5 separate regions of the Sus scrofa genome follow, and regions 2, 3, 4 and 5 are each linked to region 1. Evidence: chromatin contacts called from public Hi-C and HiChIP or PLAC-seq data. All regions are on one chromosome and are shown on one strand. The core of a region is the stretch at or near the end of the contact, and the rest is flanking DNA. Distances in the headings are between cores, read along the strand shown. Region 1 has its middle 67 kb from the start of CNGA3. Region 2 overlaps KIAA1211L. Region 3 overlaps LOC110259978 (a long non-coding RNA gene). Region 4 holds the start of MGAT4A (mannosyl (alpha-1,3-)-glycoprotein beta-1,4-N-acetylglucosaminyltransferase, isozyme A). Region 5 overlaps MGAT4A (mannosyl (alpha-1,3-)-glycoprotein beta-1,4-N-acetylglucosaminyltransferase, isozyme A).

Region 1 (2,902 bases), core at 199-2,698:
TGGGTTCAGCCATGGGGATCCATGCTGGGCGACAGCTCATCCTTTGTGCTTTTGGTGGGACTATAAGCTCAAGGAGTCAGGGTGTGTGTGTGTGTGTGTGGTGTGTGTGTGTGTGTGTGTCTCAGTCTCTGAGAAGAAAGGAAGAAAACGTTGGTGGGCACCACTCAAGTTATGACTGATGCAGGTTCCCTGGCGGAACTGTTGGGGGGCAGGGAGAGGTGATAGGACCTCAGAGGAGCAGGCTGGAGCTTTGGCTCTGGGGAACCCAAGCTAGCGAAGCTTCCAGTGCCTCAAGCTTAGAAAGCCCCAAAGTAGCCAGACCTCAAGGAACCAGCAGGGCTAAACAAAAGATATCTTGGCAGTAACCAGTATAAAGATCATCTGAAAATATTTAACTCAACTGATTCAATATGGGAGAGACCTGCTCCATCCCCCTGAAGCCCTGGCCCTCAGACATCTGAGGCTACCAACTCCCAACATTAAGCAGGGCCAGGAATCTCTTGTAACTTCATCAGGCAAACGTGTTCCTCTCAGACTCTCCTGCCATGTTTCTATCAAATAGAAGCCAAGGCAGCTTCCTTCTCTGGGTCTGGAGACCCTGAGGAAGAGGAGAATTGCAATTCATGATGAGTAAAAGGGGGAAGAAAAATGCTTCTCTGAAGTTCAGGGTGTGACTCTGTCTAGAAAAGTTGATAACTCATCCCTGTTGCCTAGCAACCCTACTTCTGGCTCCATATTATAGGATAGCTTCCACATTTGTGTACCCAGAGACTTGCACAAATGTTTAGTGCAGCATTGTTTTAATACACAAAAGAAAATACCCTAAATACCAGAATCTATGGACACCCTTGTAGCCTGCAGTTATTACAAGAGTGCAGGGGCACCCCTCTCCTTTCTATTTAAAACGAGAAATATCCTGCCATCTTGGTCTTAAACAGGAGCATTCCACTTTGCACCCCGGGTCCAGCCTGCCTTCCAAGATCACGCGCGAGCAACTTGAGCAACACTTGTCCACCCACCCCCACTCTCACTCCCCACCCCGCTGGATGTTGCCTCTTGCTCAACTGCACACAAACACCATCGAGCGGGGGAAGCCTCTGAGAACCACTCCTGAAGCCCAGCAACACTCCCAGAGCCCTCCAGAAAAGTTTTTTAAAATGCCATGTAATTGCCAGACTCATGGGGTTTGCATAGCGCCGCTGGGGCACAGATGGTTTGCAGAGGGCTCTGGTGCAAGACAGGGAATCTGAAAAAACAGAAGGAGCACTCCGGAGGGCTTCTCAGCTCTGCAGCCTCTTCTCTGCAAAGAAAAGCAAGTGGCTTTTGGAGCCTAGATTGTGGGTTTCTGGCGTCTGGTGTCTGCCCCAGGTGGGTGAGGTTGGTGCAGAGGCCAGAGCAGGCTTTCTGAAGGGAGGGACTGGTGCCACCCACTAGTGGGTGGAGCTGGGTCTGGGCCCTCTGGTAGGCAGGGCCGTTTCTAGGGGCGTGTCTAGAGGCAGCTGTGGGCTGGGAAAGTCTTTAGGCGGCCAGTCTGTTAGTGGGTGGGACTATGCTTGAGGCTTCCCAACACTGGCACCTATAGGCGGTTGAATGAGATGGTTGGGTGGCGCCAGGCCCTGAGGTCAACTAGCCAAGATGGCAGCTACCAGGCGTGTTCACCTGGTTGAATGCTCCCAAGCATTGCTGCCAGTGTCTATGTCGCCCAGGTAAGCCACAGCTGAACGACTCACCCCTCCTCTCCAGGAGACTCTCCAAGACCAGCAAGTAGGTCTGGCTCAGGCTCCTATCAAATACTGCTTTTGCCCTGGGTCCTGGCGTAGGTGAGAGGTTTTGTATGCAGCTTTTAAGACTGAAGTCTCGGAGTTCAGAGCCCTTGTGGTTCTGCAGGTTAAGGATGTAAGGATGCGGATTTGTTCCGTCCCTGACGTCCCTTGGTGCTTTAAGGATCTCACATTGCCCCAAGCTTCGGCATAGGGCACAGATGTGGCTCAGCTCTGGTGTTGCCGTGGCTGTGGTATGGGACTCAGCTGCAGCTCCGATTCGATCCCTAGCCCAGGAACTTCCATATGCTGAAGGTGTGGCCAAGAAAGAAGGAAGGAGAGAAAGAAAGAGTGAAGTCTCTATTCTGTCCAGTCCTTTAGGGCTCCTGAAATTAAGCCCTGCTGGCTTTCAAAGCTAAATGCTCTGGGGACTCCTCTTCCTGGTTCAGGACGCCCAGGCTAGGGAGCCTTAGTTGGGGCTCAGAACTCTCACTCCTGTGGGAGAACCTCTGCAATATAATTATTTTCCAGTGTGTGGGTTGCCCACGAGTATAGGGTTTGATTATATCTCGAGTCCACCTCTCCTGTCTAGTTGTGCTTCCTTCCTATGTCTTTAGTTGTAAAAGATCATTTCTGATAGGTTTTAGTCTTTTTCATCAGTGCAAATAGTTGTGATTTTAGTGAGCTCCTGAGAGGAAATGAGCTCAGGATTTTTCTACTCTGCCATCTTGGCTAGTCTCCCCTCAACCTCTCAAATCTGACCTACACTTTGGTACCTCAACCTTAGATATGAGTGTCAGACCTCAAAAATAGTCATGGGCCTTGAACCAAACCCTGAACTTGAACATTGGAAGTAAACTTTAGACCTTGCACCTGAATCTTAAACCTGGACTTGAAGCCAGAACTCAGACCTAGACCTTGACCTGATTTTTGGACTGTAATCAGATGTAAACCTGGTCATAGGCTTTGGCTATTGACCCTGTCTTTGTACATGGGCTTGGACCTGAAAATCAGACACCATACCTCAGTGTGTGCTTGAATTTGTCCTGAACCTTGAATATGACCTTAAACCTGATCTTTAGTTACAGATATGTATCTTGATACATTGTCCTTAAACCTGGACCCTAGATCTGAGTCCTAGA
Region 2 (2,902 bases), core at 278-2,777, 400 kb after region 1:
TCTTTTTTTTTTTTTTTTTTCTTTTGGCCACACCCATAGCATGTGGAAGTTCCTGAGGCAGGAACGGAAAGTGCACCACAGCAGCAACACGGGCTACAGCAGTGGCACTGCCAGATCCTTAATCTGCTGAGCCACTAGGGAACCCCCGAAGCAGTATGTCTCCAAAGCTAGCACTTAGGTGGACATTCACACACAGGTGTCTTTTCTTTTTTCTTTTCTTCAGGCCACACTTGTGGCATATGGAAGTTCCCAGGCTAGGGGTCGAATCAGAGCTACAGGTGCTGGCCAACGCCACAGCCACAGCAATGCAGGATTTGAGCTGCATCTGCGACCTACACCACAGCTCACAGCAAAGCCAGATCCCCAATCCACTGATCCCCAAGGCCAGGGATTGAACCCGAATCCTCATGGATACTATTTGGATTCGTCTCCACTGCACCATGAAGGGAACTCCCAGGTGTCTTTCTTAATCCTCCCTTATTGGTCTGTTTGGAGTCTTGCCTCCCCATAACAGCTTCCCGCAGAACAGAGGCTGCTCTGCCCCTAAAATGAATGTTGCCTGAAGCTCTTAAGGTGGAGCCACAAAACCAGTGGACACTACTCTACAACGTAAAGCAAAAGTAAGGGAACCCACGTCAGCAGGGTCTGCCACGCTCTCTGCTCTATGTGGTTATTTCACTTACTCACTGATTAGTCCCAGTGAGGAGAGGATTATTATTTCCTCAGAGAGGTCCTCATCATGGTCAAGGCTAAGCTAATAAGGCAGCTGAGCAGTCCCCTCTCTACTCCCCCTGTATCCCCAGAGCTTCCTCCAGTTCCATTCCTATGGGAAGCCTGGCCTGTGCCCTGCAGCTCAGGGCTCTCCCTTCTCTCCTGAAGTCCTACTGGCTTGACCATAATACACTGCCTTGTGCCATTTTTCCTCCAAAAGGTCTCTGGAATCTAGATTGAGTCCACTTCCTCCTTACCACCCACAAGGTCTGTTCCTGCTTCTTAGGAAGGAAAGGAACTAGAGGTAATCATGGATCATTCAAAAGCAAACGTGAACAAGACTGAGGGCACTGAGGCTGGTCTTTTTCAAACGTTCCCAGCTTTAAACTGAACTTTAGGAGAGTCACCCAGGCTTCTGCGCAAGCGCACTGCCCTCCTTTCTTCTTCTTTTTTTTTTTTTTTTTTTTTTTTTTTTTGGAAACACCCAGAGGAGTGTTTGCAATAAGTTTTTGTTGTTGTTATTTTAACATTTTCCAGCTGGCACCTGCTTGCTAACCTGGCACAAGGTACCTGAGATGTTTGTGATCACACCCAAGCTAGCTTGTGCCAAGAAGCACAATCCTGTTCCTCTGCACTGAAACAGAGGAAGATGTGAAATCTACAGAAGAATTTTCGAAAGCTGCAGGTTCACAAAGTGTTACTGGCTTTTTGTAACCAGAGGAAGTCCTTGATGTTGAAACCCCCTTAGGGCATGAGTCATGTTTTAACACCATGGGCACCCACAGTAAGTCAGCACACAGCTGAGGAGCTGGCCTGGCTTGGGCTCATCCAGCTTGAGCTGCCTGCACTTCTGAGGGGGTACCGGGGGAGGTGGTGTAGGCGTGCACTCTGGAGGGTGGATGTCGCTGCTGAGCAGAGGCTCTGTAGGGAACAAAGTGGCTCCTGTCTAAGCCGGGGCTCTCTGGCTGGGAGAGAAGGATGGGTTTGTCTAATTCATCTCCTCTGCCCTCGTGTCACCTCCTGCTCTAGGCCCTCAGAGAAGCTTTGCTCCGCAGGACCCCTCCCCAGGAATCGGAAGCAGGGGTCCCCCCACCCAGATGGGGACACTATCACAGCTACCTGCTCATCTACCTCCTCTAGCCAGAAAGCAAGTGTCTTTGGGAAGCTTCCACATCATCTCTGGGCAGAGGATGCTGCTGCTGAGCAGTGCTGGTGTGGGGAGGAGGGATCAGCCTCTGAGACTCAGGGCTTGTTGGCCGCTCTGGCAGCCACATGCTCTTAGGCAGGCCATCTAATTGTGCTGCTCCAGACAGAACAGAGGGAATACTATTCCCTCCCTTTGCCCTGCCTGGGTTGGGATGAGAACCAACTGGTGTGAGGAGAATGTTGTTGTAAACATTTATGGACGTGCCACATCTACAGGGCACAGCCTTCCAAACCAACACCCATGTGTTCCACTGCTTTGGTGGGACTGACGGATCTGGCCAAATGCAGCCTTGATTTCTCTGTCAAATCTGAATGAGAACTGTGCTGAGTAGAATAGTTTGGCTTGTCCCTTTCATCTCACTTTAAATATATCGTGTCACGCCCTTCTGGCCTGAGGTTTCTGCTGAAATGCCCGCTGATAACCTTATGCAGATTCCTTTTATGTTATTTGTTGCATTTCCCTTTTTGCTTTTACTATTTCCTCTCTCTTTAATTTTTGTCAATTTGATTACTAAGGGTTGGGCATGTTCCTCTTTGGGTTAATCCTGTTTGGGACTCTGTCCTCCCTGGACTTGGCTGACTGTCTCCTTTCCCAGGTTAGAGAAGTTTTCAGCAATATCTGTTCAAATATTTTCTCAGGCCCTTTGTCTCTCTCTTCTTCTCCTGGGACCCCCTATCATGACAATGTTGGTGCTTTGGGCATTGTTCCAGAGGTCTCTTAAACTGCCTTCATTGCTTTTCATTCTTTTTTCTTCATTCTGTTCCATGGCAGTGACTTCTACACTCTGTCTTCCAGCTCACTTTCCATCCTTCTGTTATTGATTCCTTCTCGTTTTGGGCTGCACCTGCAGCATAAGGGGGTTCCCAGGCTGGGTCTAATCAGAGCTACAGCTGCTGGCCTATGACAGAGCCACAGCTGCCGGCCTATGCCAGAGCCACAGCAACGCCAGATCTGAGCCGTGTCTGCAACCTACACCATAGCTCA
Region 3 (2,902 bases), core at 167-2,666, 320 kb after region 1:
CGCAGACACTGTTAGGATCATGAGTTGCTATGGCTGTGGTGTAGACTGGCAGCTGCAGCTACAATTTGACCCCTGGCCTGGGATATTCCATATGCCATGGGTGTGGCCCTAAACAACAACAATAACAACAACAAAATGAAATAAAGAAATATTGAGGAGTGGGACTCTGAAATTTCTACTAGGATGTGGCACCATGGGCTTATAATGAAAAAGTATAAGAACTACTCCTAGTTAATGGAAAAATAAATTGGAATTGTACTGGAAAAGTGCCCAAAAGAACTTGCCTCAAATGAGAACTGAGTCTTTATTAGAAAAATCAGATAAGAGTTTTTTTTTTTTTAAGTTGCTTTCAATCATCTAATGGTCCTTATAATTTACTGTTCCAATTGCCCTCCTATAAAGGGGCATTCCATTTTACAGTCAAATATTATTGTAATTGTGAAAGTTCCTCCTCCCCAGCAACCTGAAATAACTGTTCTTCTCAAGTGAAAGCTTCAAACTTGCCATGAATGATGTGCCAATTTCTTCTTCTTCCTAGCACTAAGGGAAAAGTCATCATCTTGGCCTCTGCAGAGAAGAACAAATATTTAGGAAGCTTCTTCCTCATGAACTTCAGCCTTTGCTATAGTTGCCATCTGACAACATATAATATTTATTTCCTGTTCATCAAATGTTTGCTGAGGGCTTATGGTATTCTGGAACACACAATTGAACTCAGGTCTTCAGTTTGTTTTGGGTGAGAGGTAAGGGCGGGAATAGAGCAAGAAATGAGGTTGCCAAGAAGGATTGGGGTTTGGAGTCAGTGTTTTTTGCAGGGGAGGATGTTGGGGGATTTGGTGCTGGCGTAGGAGTTTGGATTTGACTCAGTAGATGATATGAAGTCATTGGAAGTTCTGGAGAGTGACTGGTTAGAGGGTAGGGTCAGGAGGTCCTCCTGGTGGTAGGCAGCACAGTGGGTGGCAGCAGGTTGTGGGTGTGTGGGTGTGTGTATTCCAGGCAAGAGTTAATCCATCCTAATGGAGAGCTGCTATAGGGCCAGCTGAGAAGAGGGCAAAAGTGGCCTTGAGATTGTGAGGCCAGTGATGGGGCCAAAGGCAGCTTTCCAAACCAAGGCAGAGATCACAGGGAAGGAGAAGGTCAGATGGCAGGTGACGTCCACGTTGGCCCTCCTGAGTCAGAGCTGTTAAGAGATGCAGGCGTGTCGCCCTTTGGCAGGAGCCAGGCATGAACATGAGAATTTAACAGAAAGAGTAGGTGATGCCAGCAAGATGGGGACAGATGAGGGCTGAGAAGGAACCATTGGGTTTATCAACGAGTTCACTGGCCACCTTCACAAGGGACATTTCAGAGTAGGTCAGCAAAGGCTCCATGGCCATTTGCCAGGATGAGTGGGTGGCAAGGAAGTGAAGGCAGCTTGGGCTTGCTTTGTAGGAATAGAGTGGAGTCATTTTGCTTTGTTTCTAAGATCAGACACATTTGAAGAGCAAGAGAAAGGGGATCTAATGATAAATGGTCATCGCCCCCATCACAAGCTCCATTCTACTGAGAGTCTCCTTTTGGACTTGACAGCTTAGTATTCTGAGCCATTCCTATGCCTCTGCTATTTTTCTATAATTGCAAATAAGAATGAAATAAGAGTAAATAGAGCTAGCATTCCCAGAACATTCTCACTCTTCCAAGCATCACATGAAGAAATGTACACATATTAATTAATTTAATCTTCACAATGACACTAAAAGTTTGGGACTCTCATTTTGCCTGTTTACACAGCAGGAAACCAAGGCAAGAGACATTCAATAACTTGCCTAAATTCCCAAAACTAGAAAGTGGCTAGGCTAGAACATGGCCCAGGAGACCTGCAGGTGTCTGTACCCTTGACCGTGATGCTGACCTCCCCCAACCACGGCAATGGTCTTACAGAGTCTTAGGGATTTTGCAGAAACCAAATATAATTGTAGAAAGCTTTCAAACATTCCTTTTATGTTTAGACTGGCTCATGTTAGAGTGACATGGGCTAAGTTCAACATCACTTGCTCCAGGGCAAAGAGTTATGGAGGTGAGCTGGGAAATCTGCCAACATCACAAGCCCAGAAGTGGGGACCCCTGAAGCTAGGAGGAATCCTAAAGCCCCTCTGGCCAGGTACTTCCTTGCACATAAAAGAATGATCATTCAGAGCAGTAGAGCATCTTGGCCAAGATCATATACCTGGCGAAGGGCCACCTAAGACTGAAACTCAATATTCTGAGTCTTTCCACTGCACCCAAGGGGGCTAGAGTGAGGGGGACAGAGGAGGGGTGTATCCTGAGAGAGGAGGAAGCAGCGGGGCAAGGCTGTACACAGGAACCCAGCTCAAGGTGAGGGTGAGTGGTGCTGACCTGTCCACAGGCTGCAGCCCGCTTCCGGCCTTTTCCTGGGTCTGCATATTCCTTCCAGTCATTGGGCCTGACTCATTCTCTTTCTTTTTCCCCTACCCCCGCCCCCTACCTCCAGGTCACACACTCTCTGCGCCCAGACCAAAGCATAAGTGAGGCCTGGTACATGAATGCTTAAAGGATGTTTTATTACTTATTTTTATTTTTTAATTTATTTGAGTATAGTTGGTTTACAATGTTGTGCCACTAAAGAATGTTTTTAAAATAATTGATGAAAAGATACATGTGCCCCAATGTTCATAGCAGCACAATTTACAATATCCAAGATGTGGAGATCACCTAAATGTCCATCAACAGATGAATGGAAAAAGAAGATATGGTACATTTACACGATGCAATACTACTCAGCCATAAAAATAGAATGAAATAATGCCATTTGCAGCAATATACATGGATCTAGAGATTATCACACTAAGTGAAGTCAGAGAAAGACAAATATCATATGATATCACTTACATACATGGAATCT
Region 4 (2,902 bases), core at 153-2,652, 300 kb after region 1:
GGCCAGTCATCTGTTCTGTTCATGTCAGGGACAAGTAATAGTTCTCCATTTTTTGTTGTTTGGCCACACTCACAGCATGCAGAAGTTCCCCAGCTGGGCCAGGGATTGAACCTGCGCCACAGCAGCGACCTGAACCACAGCAGTGACAGTGCCAGATCCATAATTCATTGCACTACCACGGAACTCTGACAAGTAATAGTTTGATTAACTACTCAAAATTCTTCTTAAATAAGTTGTCCCCTTTTGGAACAATTAAAAAATCTAAGATGTATATATTTGTCTGCGAAGAAGGAAAGTCTTTAACAGGTTTTTCATTCATTCTTCCCCAAAGAGTTCCTTCCAAAATTAGAGCCCGACTCAGAGAAAAGAGAAAAAGAATACAGTATTTGCTCAAAACACAGAGCATGTTTTTCTACCAATATCAGATTATATTACACACACACACAAAGAAAAAAACTGTTATAAATACATCATTTGTTACCTTCATACAAGTCAATAAAATAAGGCCAGCAATAGCGCCTTCAAATAACCAGGTGACAAGAACTCTAAAATACCAAATATAAACCTCCATTCTTCCTGCCAACAATGTTCCTTAAATTAACATAAGGAAAGGAGACATAAAAAGGAAGGGTAGGAATTTACTGCAAATATTTTCTCTTCAAAAAAGCCAACTGCATTGTTCTTGAATGTGGTTCCAATCACTAAACAAATAACATTCCTTTAAAAAAAACAGTTTAATAGTCTAAACAAAATTAATTTAAATTAAAAAAATTTTTCAAATCCAAATTCCATCTCACCCACTTCATAAATACCTTTGCCTAAAGAGCAATCTGTCAACACATGCGGTTTAAATCATTAACTACACAGCACCTAATCATTAGTATAATCAGCATGTAAATTTCTTGAAGGCACTGATTGTGTCCTTTTAAGTGTTTTGTACAACATCCGGTGCAAGGAAGCTTATTAAACATTTATGATGTTTAATAATAAGAAATAAAATGCCCAAACAAAAGTCTTTATTATTCAACTTGGCTGCCGCTTATAATATAAACCACTGATGAGCATGTTTCTCTGAGTGCAATTACAAAAAATCCACAACAAAACAAAGCCCATTCAAATCAGAAAGTCTGCCTCCTCTGTCCAAGAATACTGTTTCATTTTTGTGTCAGAAAGAAACTGGCAGGCTGCCAGCAGATAGCATGCAACATGCAGACTGCAGGGGCATTTAACTTAAGCACTGGTGCACACTTGACAAAGCAAAAAACCTAGGACATTCCAGGCACATTTTTGGAGATATTTTCCTTACCTTTCCCATTTTGCCACGTGGTATACCAAGATAAAGTAAGGAACGAAGTGATAAATGCTAAAACAGTGGCTACAGTTCCATTTCGGAGCCTCATCTCATTTCACCATCACTGGTTCAAATGTTTATGATGATAACCAAGACTGTTTCTTTTTATCTTGAAGTCAACTAAATCCAGCTCTCCTGGCTCTAGACCAATCAAAACCATCAATAGGAGAGCTTCATTTCAGATGCTGGGCAGAATTAAGTCTGGCAGCCACACCATCCACAATTACTAGTCAGGATTGTCGTACAGTCTTCATAGGTGGATGTCTCAGGCTTCTTTCTTCCTATTCAGGGGGAAGAGAGAAAGAAAAACTTGCTTGATGCAAAATATTGGTTTCTTTATTTATGAGTCACTGTAATAAACAGATTTTTGGCTGGGCGAAACGGACTCATTTAATATATGAGAATGATATGGTTGTTTTCCTCCAGAGCAAAAAGCTTCCAACTATACACTCTCCTTGGCTTGGTCTGATCTGTGGAGATAAAGGTCTCGTTATTTATGCAAAGGGGGAAGTGCTGAGGCTCATTAAATAATAAGCCACAGATTCCAAGCTGAGAACTCTATAAAGATCACTCAGTGGATCCCTTGTGACATCATCTTCACTTTCCTCAATCCTTTTACTGCACAATAAGTAAATAGTTAATATTTTCAAATTGTTCAAGAAAACTGACAGACTACAATTTTCAAGGGTCAAAAGCCCTAGATCCTAGACGCAGCTCCATCATTACCTATGTGACTTCGGGCATGTCACTTATCTCAGCCTTGTGGTTTCACCCCCCCCGCCCCCGGAATGACATCATTACCCGTGCTGGCTCCTCTGGTTCTCATAATGAATAAAAAGGTTATGGTTATGGAGTTCCCGTAGTGGAGCAGAGGAAACAAATCCAATTAAGAACCATGACGGTACGGGCCTCGATCCCTGGCCTTGCTCAGTAGGTTAAGGATCCGGCATTGCTGAGCTGGAATGTAGGTCACAGATGAGGCTCAGATCCCGCATTGCTGTGGTTGTGGTGTACACTGGCAGCTGTATCTCCGATTCGACCCCTAGCCTGGGAACCTCCATATGCAGTGGGTGCGGTCCTAAAAAGCAAAAAAAAAAAAGTTACAGTTATGATGCCTATTGGTCATCATCATAAAATAGATGTAGTTTTCCCAATGATTAACCCTACCACCACCACCACCCCGGGTGTAAACTGGGACTATTTAGGCATTTAGAAAATGCAACAATGCAACACTAGAAGCCAGGATATATCACTTAACATTGATTTAACTCAGGAAATCTGGAGATCACCTCCCAGCCAGCAAAGCTGTTCAGAAAACGGAATGAAACCAAGTTCTTAGCAGTACTTAAACACAGTCACCCAGCACATAACAGGTTCTCAATAAATGTGAACTGTATTAACAAACCAAACCAAACAAACCAAGCCAAAAAACCCTGCATCCAGCCACTCACTACCAGTTCAGGAGGCTCTGTACACAGCCACTCCCAGTTATTCTCATTCCCTCGGGGCGAGTCAGGCACTCTGAGATGTGCATTGATTCCTGGTGGCCTC
Region 5 (2,902 bases), core at 273-2,772, 290 kb after region 1:
ATAAGAACCGTTAATACTAGGGAAACAGAACATTGTAGAAGAAAGAAAAGATGCAAGCACAATACTTGGCTCAAGAGTAAGATGTATTTACTCGGTGACAACCACGTAAATACAGAGTCATGACTTAGCTACAAGTGGTGATGGAACTAGATTGGAAGAATGGGAAGGAAATCGGGAATAAGAACTACATTTTCATTTACAACAGGAAGTCCATAGATGATGTCGAAAAGTGAAGCAAAAGTCAGGAAAACTTAGTATAGATATATAGACATAATTTATAAATATGGAAATACCAACAAAAAAAAAGAGAGAGAAAAAGTCAAAAGAATGGAACACAGCTCCTTCTGGGACAGGAGATTAGGAATGTACAAAGAGACACTATTCTTTCAATATAATCTTTCAGTGTCCTCAAAAATTTTTAGGGAATTTCCTGGCAGCTCAGCAGGTCATGTATCCAGCATCATCACTGCTGTGACTGAGGTTGGGTTACTGGCCCAGGAACTTCCACTTGCCATGGGCATGGCCAAAAAAAAAAAAAAAAAAAAAAAAAGAAAATTTTTTTAAACTATGAGGATATTTTACTTAATTTAAAAGCAGTAGTTCCTTCTGTGGCACCACAGTATCAGCCATGTCTCTGGAGCACTGGGATGCAGATTCATCCTTGGCCCAGCACAGTGGATTAAGGATCCAGCACAGGCCCCAAATGAGGCTTGGCTCTGAACCCAGGAACTCCATTTGCAGTGGGCTGCCCAAAATACATACATAAATAAATAAAAATTTTAAAAATAAGATTAGGTATTTAAAGACCAATTAAAAAAAAAAAAAAGACATGCAATCCTATCCTAAAAGCATACAAGGAGTTCCCATTGTGGCTCGGTGGATTAAGAACCTGACATAATGCCCATGAGAGTGAGGGTTCAATCCCTGGCCTCACTCAGTGAGTTAAGGATCTGGTGTTGCCATGAGCTGCAACGTAGGTCACAGGTGCAACTCAGATCCTGCATTGCTGTGGCTGGGGCGCAGGCCTACAGCTGCAGCTCTGATTCAACCCCTAGCCTGGAAACTTCCATATGCCACACAGGTGTGGCCAGAAATAGAAAAAAATTATAATAAAAGCACACAACATATAAACATACAACAATAAGAGTGCTTTAAGTAAGGGACCTAGAAAACAGTACTAGACGATCCACTCTGACTAACAGGAGTACCAGAAGAAATAAAGAGGAAAAAGTCATGATGGCAGAACTCAGGGGAACTGAGCGCATGAGAAGAGGGGGGTGAAGAAGGACCAAGATGCCACATCCCTGGAGACCCTGAGAGGAAGCTGAGGCTACTTGAGTACTGAGTTCTAAGACCATGTTGTGAGTTGACACACTGGCAGGGACGTGCCATGAGGGTCAAAGGGACAGCCAGAAATCAGAGACGGGCTGAGTCATTGAAGCCAGAGCCCATGGAACAGATAAGGCTGGAGAAGAGAGGGTCAGGGGAGAACTTTCGCAAGAGCAAAAAGAGCTGACAGTGTTGGGTTAATGTTAAGTACTCGGGGCGGTGATAACTTAGACAATGAAGAGAGCTGGGTTCGGGAAACCACTGAGATGTCAGGAAGAGGAACTCAGAACTATCCATAAACCAGTCTGTCCTCATCTTATGCAACCTTCCACATGACCCACAGTTCTCCTTCTGGGAACACTTTCCTCCAGGGATTTCCCGGGCATCCTACTGCCCTCAGACTCTTCCTGCTTCACTAATGTTTCTCTTCCTCTACTTGACCTCAGTGATGGAGTGTGGCAGTTCAACCCTCTAAGTGTTCTCATCCATTCCCATGATTTCCAATTTTGTCTACATGCCAATAACACCGACACTTCTCTCTCCAGTCTAAGCATCCCACACTCACTGCAGAACTCACAATGCCCTCCCTCCACCATGTTCCCAACACCCCCCTCTCCCACTATGTTTCTCTTGGTGTTCTTTCAACACACCAAGCTCATTCTTGACTTACTTACTATTTCTACTGCTGGGGCTCCTCTTTGCCCTGCTTCTCTGGCTTTATCATTGAAGCCTCCATTCAACTGTCACGTCCTCAGAGAAGGCTTCTCTGACTCCCAGTATCTCAACAGCTTTCATTTACACCTCTGTCACTGTCAGGTCAGCATGTTTTACTCTCAGTATGCACTGCTATCTGAATCGTCTCGTCTGTTCACTTGCTCAGCTATTCTTGTGTAACCCCTCCCACCACCACCACTTAGCATCTCTAGAAATAGGCTCCATGGCAGCAAGGATGTCACCTGCCTCAGTGACTACTCTATTGCCGATGCCTAGTGGAACATAGCCTGGAACATGCTCAAAAACCACTAGAAGGTTGAATAAATTAACTGATCCAAAAAGAGAAATAAGGAGCAACATGAAGAAAGCTACTTACAAATCAAATCATAGCACCAATTCCTATACCTGGGGTTAGTACATTTCCTTCAAGATGGAATTCATCACTGAGCAGCTGAGGCAGTAAGACTGATGGAGGCATTGTTCAATTTCCTTGCTATCACTTGCGTATTAATTTCTGGTTAGTGTGTCAGAAGAACACAGAAGGTACACACAGTTCACATGCAGGAAGAAACTTTCCTTAAGGAAGGTGACAGGGGACACCTTCAGGGTCCTATTTCTGCCTTATCTTTAACCTTAGTCTTCTGATAAGGAAACCCAAGTTATCGTTCCTCTCTCGTCTAATCAGGTCAGAAAGGGCAAAGCTTATTTCCCTCGAGAAGAGGGTTTATTAACCTTCTAGATCTTAATCACACTAAAAGGTAACTGTCTTTCATTACTGCTTCATCAGAAGCTTGCTACCACCCAGGGAATGATTTTCTCCTCCTCCTCCTCCGCTTTGCTGCTTCTATTTCCTTCTTAA

What was found. A called contact is a pair of places that touch in the nucleus more often than the background predicts. HiChIP or PLAC-seq counts read pairs in DNA pulled down with a chosen protein or histone mark.
Region 2: an H3K27ac HiChIP or PLAC-seq map of alveolar macrophages shows a contact between it and region 1. The contact joins two enhancer-like sites. A contact is called at or near these places in 8 of 47 Hi-C or Micro-C datasets (embryonic fibroblasts, heart right ventricle, mesenchymal stem cells and 3 more) and 1 of 2 datasets of contacts at active chromatin or transcription factors (alveolar macrophages).
Region 3: an H3K27ac HiChIP or PLAC-seq map of alveolar macrophages shows a contact between it and region 1. The contact joins two enhancer-like sites. A contact is called at or near these places in 1 of 5 promoter capture datasets (liver), 14 of 47 Hi-C or Micro-C datasets (alveolar macrophages, embryonic fibroblasts, fetal heart ventricle and 8 more) and 1 of 2 datasets of contacts at active chromatin or transcription factors (alveolar macrophages).
Region 4: a Hi-C map of liver shows a contact between it and region 1, with 4 times the contacts expected there. The contact joins the promoter of MGAT4A here to the enhancer-like site in region 1. A contact is called at or near these places in 1 of 5 promoter capture datasets (liver), 15 of 47 Hi-C or Micro-C datasets (embryonic fibroblasts, fetal heart ventricle, fetal skeletal muscle and 7 more) and 2 of 2 datasets of contacts at active chromatin or transcription factors (alveolar macrophages and skeletal muscle).
Region 5: a Hi-C map of liver shows a contact between it and region 1, with 5 times the contacts expected there. The contact joins two enhancer-like sites. A contact is called at or near these places in 1 of 47 Hi-C or Micro-C datasets (liver) and 1 of 2 datasets of contacts at active chromatin or transcription factors (alveolar macrophages).

The regions. Positions count from the first base shown.
Region 1 is chr3:55,868,052-55,870,953 of Sscrofa11.1, reverse strand. No RefSeq gene overlaps it. Among named protein-coding and RNA genes, the nearest start is that of CNGA3, 67 kb to the left of the region's middle. Within about 2 kb of position 1,448, at least 7 of the 83 cell types and tissues checked have an H3K27ac peak or open chromatin away from gene starts, as enhancers often do. A contact at or near this core is called in alveolar macrophages and liver, where this site is marked.
Region 2 is chr3:55,466,091-55,468,992 of Sscrofa11.1, reverse strand. The region is part of intron 8 of KIAA1211L; the gene reads right to left. Among named protein-coding and RNA genes, the nearest start is that of MGAT4A, 97 kb to the left of the region's middle. Within about 2 kb of position 1,527, at least 21 of the 83 cell types and tissues checked have an H3K27ac peak or open chromatin away from gene starts, as enhancers often do. A contact at or near this core is called in alveolar macrophages, where this site is marked.
Region 3 is chr3:55,547,220-55,550,121 of Sscrofa11.1, reverse strand. The region is part of intron 2 of LOC110259978 (a long non-coding RNA gene); the gene reads right to left. Among named protein-coding and RNA genes, the nearest start is that of MGAT4A, 16 kb to the left of the region's middle. Within about 2 kb of position 1,416, at least 2 of the 83 cell types and tissues checked have an H3K27ac peak or open chromatin away from gene starts, as enhancers often do. A contact at or near this core is called in alveolar macrophages, where this site is marked.
Region 4 is chr3:55,563,433-55,566,334 of Sscrofa11.1, reverse strand. It overlaps MGAT4A (mannosyl (alpha-1,3-)-glycoprotein beta-1,4-N-acetylglucosaminyltransferase, isozyme A), which reads right to left and starts at 1,402. Exons shown (of 15, transcript NM_001315622.1): 1 at 1,307-1,402. The coding sequence starts at 1,400.
Region 5 is chr3:55,583,056-55,585,957 of Sscrofa11.1, reverse strand. The region is part of intron 1 of MGAT4A (mannosyl (alpha-1,3-)-glycoprotein beta-1,4-N-acetylglucosaminyltransferase, isozyme A); the gene reads right to left. Among named protein-coding and RNA genes, the nearest start is that of MGAT4A, 20 kb to the right of the region's middle. Within about 2 kb of position 1,522, at least 13 of the 83 cell types and tissues checked have an H3K27ac peak or open chromatin away from gene starts, as enhancers often do. A contact at or near this core is called in alveolar macrophages and liver, where this site is marked.